Linked DNA regions of Mus musculus: region 1 is linked to region 2. A link is a contact called in public Hi-C data. All regions are on one chromosome and are shown on one strand. Each heading gives the region's core, a stretch centred on a gene start, on an enhancer-like site or on the middle of the called end of the contact. The rest is flanking DNA. Distances are from core to core; before and after follow the strand shown. Region 1 overlaps Mmd (monocyte to macrophage differentiation-associated). Region 2 has its middle 38 kb from the start of Gm42089.

What was found. A called contact is a pair of places that touch in the nucleus more often than the background predicts.
Region 1: a contact with region 2 is called in a Hi-C map of rod photoreceptor, with 3 times the contacts expected there. The contact joins two enhancer-like sites. A contact is called at or near these places in 9 of 39 promoter capture datasets (the C10 cell line, the HPC-7 cell line, HPC-7-derived erythroid cells and 5 more), 31 of 484 Hi-C or Micro-C datasets (3T3-L1-derived adipocytes, the AML12 cell line, B cells and 23 more), 7 of 115 datasets of contacts at active chromatin or transcription factors (bone marrow-derived dendritic cells, cardiomyocytes, effector CD8 T cells and 3 more) and 2 of 9 other capture datasets (adipose tissue and liver).

Annotation. Positions count from the first base shown.
Region 1 is chr11:90,274,997-90,277,696 of GRCm38.p6, forward strand. Mmd (monocyte to macrophage differentiation-associated) reads left to right here. Exons shown (of 7, transcript NM_026178.2): 7 at 1,667-2,700. The coding sequence ends at 1,867. Among named protein-coding and RNA genes, the nearest start is that of Mmd, 27 kb to the left of the region's middle. Within about 2 kb of position 1,380, at least 12 of the 459 cell types and tissues checked have an H3K27ac peak or open chromatin away from gene starts, as enhancers often do. A contact at or near this core is called in rod photoreceptor, where this site is marked.
Region 2 is chr11:90,186,220-90,188,919 of GRCm38.p6, forward strand. No RefSeq gene overlaps it. Among named protein-coding and RNA genes, the nearest start is that of Gm42089, 38 kb to the right of the region's middle. Within about 2 kb of position 1,417, at least 2 of the 459 cell types and tissues checked have an H3K27ac peak or open chromatin away from gene starts, as enhancers often do. A contact at or near this core is called in rod photoreceptor, where this site is marked.

The sequences.
Region 1 (2,700 bases), core at 130-2,629, 89 kb after region 2:
GTGTTTTATAAAAAAAAAAAGAAAGGAAGGAAGAAAAGAAAGGAAGGAAGGGGGAGAGAGAGAGAGAGAGAGAGAGAGAGAGAGAGAGAGAGAGAGGCAGGCCAGGGATATGTTTGGTAGAGGCTCCATATGATCTGGGGGATCAGGGTGCCTCTGCGGGCCCATGCTGAGGTATCCCTTCCCCTGAGGCACCATCCTCACAGAGATACAGTATGAAATAGAGGTTATTTAGGGCATGGGGAGGAGACTTGAGGGGGTAGTAGAGACAGAAAAGCAGGAGGGGGGAGGAAGGGAGGGAGAAAGATGGGGAGAGAGGGAGGAAGGAGGAGGAGAAGGAGAAGGGAGGGAGAATGTGAAGAGAGGGGGGAGGGGAGTGGGGAGAGAAGGGACAGAGAGGAAAGAGAGGAAGAAAGGAAAAGAGCAAGAGAGTAAGGAGGGGACAAGCATCCCTAATGCACATCCAAGAAATGTTGAATGATCGGTGTTGGTAGCCCTGTAACCTGTATGCAGCAGTACAACTGTATGACTAATTGGCTTGAAGTTTCTGGTCTTAGATTTTTTTTTTAACATTGTAATCAATGTCTAGTTGATCAAGTCTCTTCTTACCAAGAAAAGAAAATTTGGTATAGGTTATTTTGAGTTGCCTCCTTCCTAATCTTTTAACCCTATAAAACCCTGAAGTTAATGGGAATGTTGGAAATAGGGTTGATCATCACACTGGACCCTGTGTCCTCCCAGCGGCCTTCAGCTCCATCTTCTTACTGCTTCTGGCGAGGCCCGTGGGCTCCTTCCTACAGATGGCTGAGCAGGAATTTCCTCTTGCTTTTGCCTGACTTGGCCACTGGGACCATTGGGCCACATGGACTAGCTCCAAGGCTGCTGGCATTCGCACCCAGCTGTCTGCATTCTTGTTCCCTTCTAAGGGCTGGCTACCCTCTTGGTTTGGCCTCTGCTTCTCCCTCGGGCACCGCCCCTTCCCCTGCAGCACCAGTCTCTTTATAGTTTACTCTGTACATGGGTCTGGGTCTTTGGATCTCTCGAGACAGCCTTAACAAAAAAAAAAATCTTGCTTTTGACTTAAAACATATAGGACTTAGATTTAACACCCAGAAGCATGGGGCAAATTAGGATATCCCTAAGACAGTGTGATGTGTCCCTTGTCAGTAGTAAAGACTCCCTTAATTCGTACATGCTGCAAAGATCAGAGGGAGAAAAACCCAATCGGTACATGTGGTGAGAGGGAGGTGAAGGCGTGCAGCAAGCCTGGCTAAGATATAAATTATAAACCAGTTTCTTGGGCCTGTCAGATGGAGAAGGAGGCTTCCAAGGGGTAATCTGGTACATGAAGGTCACTCAGCCTTGGCAGGCACGTCACGGCTAACCATGATTACAATCTGCTTAGGCACAGTTAAATGAGCAGAATTAGCACTGTCTTGTGGAGCCTATAATGTGTGCAATGATCGGATCCATGTCTGTAGATCGAGAGGGTCAAGCTGGTGAGGCATTTACAGTTGCTTTCTGTTTACAGATAAGGATGTTGTTCACTGCGATTTTAACTGTTCAGAAAACCAGGAGATTTCTTGGGGGGGAGGGAGGGGCAAGGGCAGTAACTCACATCAGAGTAACATCAGATCTTCTTCCCCCACCCTCCCATCTCTGTTGACAGAATAACACTGACGGACTTCAGGAGCTCGCCTGTGGGGGATTGATTTACTGCTTGGGAGTTGTGTTCTTCAAGAGCGATGGCATCATTCCGTTCGCCCATGCCATCTGGCACCTGTTTGTGGCCACGGCAGCTGCCGTACACTACTATGCCATTTGGAAATACCTGTACCGAAGTCCCACAGACTTTATTCGGCATTTATGACCAGTCTGTGCTAGGTTTTCAAATCAGTATTATCACGATGGAGGCACTTGGGTGGGGGGAGGGGCGGGGGGAGAACTGAATGTCGCACACAGAAGAAGAGTGAGCAAACTTGCACTGACTTCGTTTTAATTTTTTTTTAATATAATTACTGTGAAAGTATAAAAGCTGTGTCTCGGAGTTTTCCTCTTCACAGGCAACAGATGAGGTAGTGAATCAATTCTTCATTCCATTCCACTATCATGAAGGACTCGGGAGAGACTTGGCCAACTGATGTTTACAAACCAGAAATTTTTGTATTTTTCTTTTACAGATTTTAACTACGATGATTTTTTTCTAAATTAAGTAGGTCAGGTTGTCAAAGTCAGTGCAATAGTAATACAACTTCCTTTTTAAGAAAACCCAAAGTTGTTTCTATCACGTTTCCCGTTCACTGTGTAAAAGAATCATGGAAACTGAACACTACTTTTTACCATGTTTCATCTTGACATAACATGGTTATTTTTTAAAAAGGAGGCTTTAGTTCTTTTGTAAATTTTTAAAGAAACGATTCCATTGACGCACACCCCCACTGGCTCCTCATCCATGCGAGGTTTTTGCAGCAAACGGTCAACATTCCACGAACAAACATTATACCTCTTCTGGCAGTTTTATTAAGTGTGGAGAACTTGCCAATTTTTTAGAAACACTGCAGTTTTTTCCAACCTTTTCTGCCAATCTCTAACCCTGAACTCAGTGCTGCTTTGGGCTGACATCCATGACTGGTGTGGGCCACCAGGAGTAAGACAGTAGTGTTTTGATACCATCCACTTTTTCAGAAGACATAACTTCGCTAC
Region 2 (2,700 bases), core at 167-2,666:
CCCAATACAAATAATTTCAAAATGACAACAACGGAGCTTTCTAGGAAGAGGCTTGAGCATCTGTGTCAGTCATAAGGAAGAGAAGCCGGGTAATTATGGGACAGGACTTCAAGTGAGGTAGGAAAATTTATAAATAAAGGAATAACTTATTCTAGTCCATATATAAATGTATTCCTAACCTCTATCTTTTACATTTTAAGCCTTATTTTTAATTATATATACATGTGTATGCCTGTGTGTGAAAACGTACACACAAGTACACGTGCCCTCAAAGCCAGAGGCACTACATCTCCCTGAGCTTCAATTACAGGCAGTTGTGAGTCACTCAGCATGGGTGTTGGGAACTGAACTCAGTTCTTCTTCAAGAGCAACAAGTGCCCTAACTGTGGAGCCATGACTCCAGCCCACCCCATTACCCTTAAATGATGCTTTGTGCAATGAACTGTTTAATATCTGTTCTCTCTCCAGAACTATGAAACAATTCCATTCATGAAGATCAGGAAACCTAGGAGCTGTTTCAGAAGGATATTTAGACTGACAAGTGAAAAGAAAAAAAATATGAAGGATGGTGATATCTAAATTATCTTCCCATTGCTCTGACAAACGCTATGACCAAGGCAGATTATAAAACACAATATTTAATTGAGCTAACGTTTTCCAGGGATCAGAATCCGTGATGGCGATGCACCAGCATCAGGAATTGCTATGGCATCTGGGACACTTAAAAGTCACATCCTGAGCCACAAGCAAGAGGTGGATAAATAAATAAATAAATAAATAAATAAATAAATAAATAAATAAATAAGGTGGACAGAGGCACACTTGGAATGTCTTGACTCTTTTGAAACTTTAAAACCCACTCCCAGTGATTCACCTCTTCATACAAGGCCACACACCTCCAGTCCTTCCCAAGCAGTTCTACCAAAAGAAGACCAATTATTCAAACACAGGCCTCTGTGGGGACCATTCTTATTCAAACCACCACAGCAAATCTACCTACTGGGCACTGTTACTTAACTCCTGATTGAAAAACAAAAACAAAAGCAAAAACAAAAACAAAAATAAAACAAACAAGAAAACAATGCTGATGCAAATCCCCAAGGCGTGGCACCCCATATCACTCCATAACTCACATTAAGCTTTCATGAGGTAAAGGCCAGCAATGGGACACATGTCATGGCTTTCTGACAATCCAGGTTAGTGGCTATGCCCTCATTAGCAACACTTTTGCTCAAATCTATCTCTCTCTCTCTCTCTCTCTCTTTCTCTCTCTCTCTCTCTCTCTCTCTCTCTCTCTCTCTCTCTCTCTCTCTCTCTCTCCTCATTCCCTCTCCATCTCCCTCCCACACTCCTCTCTCCAGTGTCAGTGGCTAAGGTATTAACCGAAAGAGCTTAAGTTATTAAACTGAGCAGCTCTAATCCCCGAGGTTTCCCGGAGCAGTGGAGATTACTGTATTTTTATTCCAGAGTCAATGTAGCCCTTGTGTTTACTCCCTGCGATGTCCAAACTGACCCCAAATGCCTTTCTCTAGACACGCTTCCCCACTGTGGGAGAGGGGATGGAGTTCTACCTGGAGATCGACCCTGTCACCTTGAACCTCATCATCCTGGTCGCAAGCTACGTCATCTTGCTCTTGGTGTTCCTCGTCTCCTGTGTGCTGTATGACTGCCGGGGCAAGGATCCCAGTAAGGAGTATGCGCCGGAGAGCACACTGAATGCCCAGCCTTCCATCCGAGTGGTGGTAACTCAGCACAGTGCTCATGCATCCCACTGGGCAAGGGGACCCAGCCTTCACTTGAAGGATCCTGCTCCGTTAGGGAAGAAAAGCACGGTGGTGTGAGACTGGGGAACGGACACTGGGTAGAGACCAACAAATGCAGCAGAAAACAACTGTCCCCACTGTGGCTCCTGTGCTCTCCAAATACATGGACATCCTGATTGGCTGAGGAAACAGAGGCTCTGTCTTACTATCTGCGCTCTGGTCACTCTCCTTGTGAATAAAACAACTGTTTAAGGTAAGACACTCTAAAGGCTCAGCACGCAACACTTGTTCTCCAAATGCGAGATCTCAGCACTCATGTTTCAGAGTGAGGCTGGTTACTAGGACCTTCAAGCTCCGAGGGGTGGACGTTGAATAAGGTTTAAAAGACACGTAGGGTGGATAAGGTGTGTGTATAATACATAATGAAACTAATTCAAGTCTATACAACGTCGTTATTTTTAAGGAATCACGCCTACGCACACAGACTTCAGGGTATTATGTCTCTGTGTGTGACGGCCCATCACATTCCATTTCTCTTCCAATACAAGCTGTGCGGCCAAGGCCAGATTGACCTACCTCTTCATACCTCAGGTCTAGTGATGAGGTCAACTGAAAATTTCAGTTTCTGATGAATCCGTTCTCTAAAAGTATTTGAGGTAACGTTTAACACTTAGTCCTGCTGCGATGAACATCAGCCCAGTTTATATGTGTACTTTCTCGTCAGAAAGTTTCGTCTCTTGTGACTGGAAAGAGCTCATTCAGAAAAGCACTGCCTACAAGAGCAGGGGACCTGTGTTCCCATCCCAAGCACTGATGTGAAAGATGGGTGTGGTACCATGGGCCTGGAACCCCAAAGACAGGAGGACCCCTGGGACGTGATCACCTGCTCTAGCAGGACTCAGGGAGCTCCAGGGTCAGGCTCAGTGAGAGACCCTGT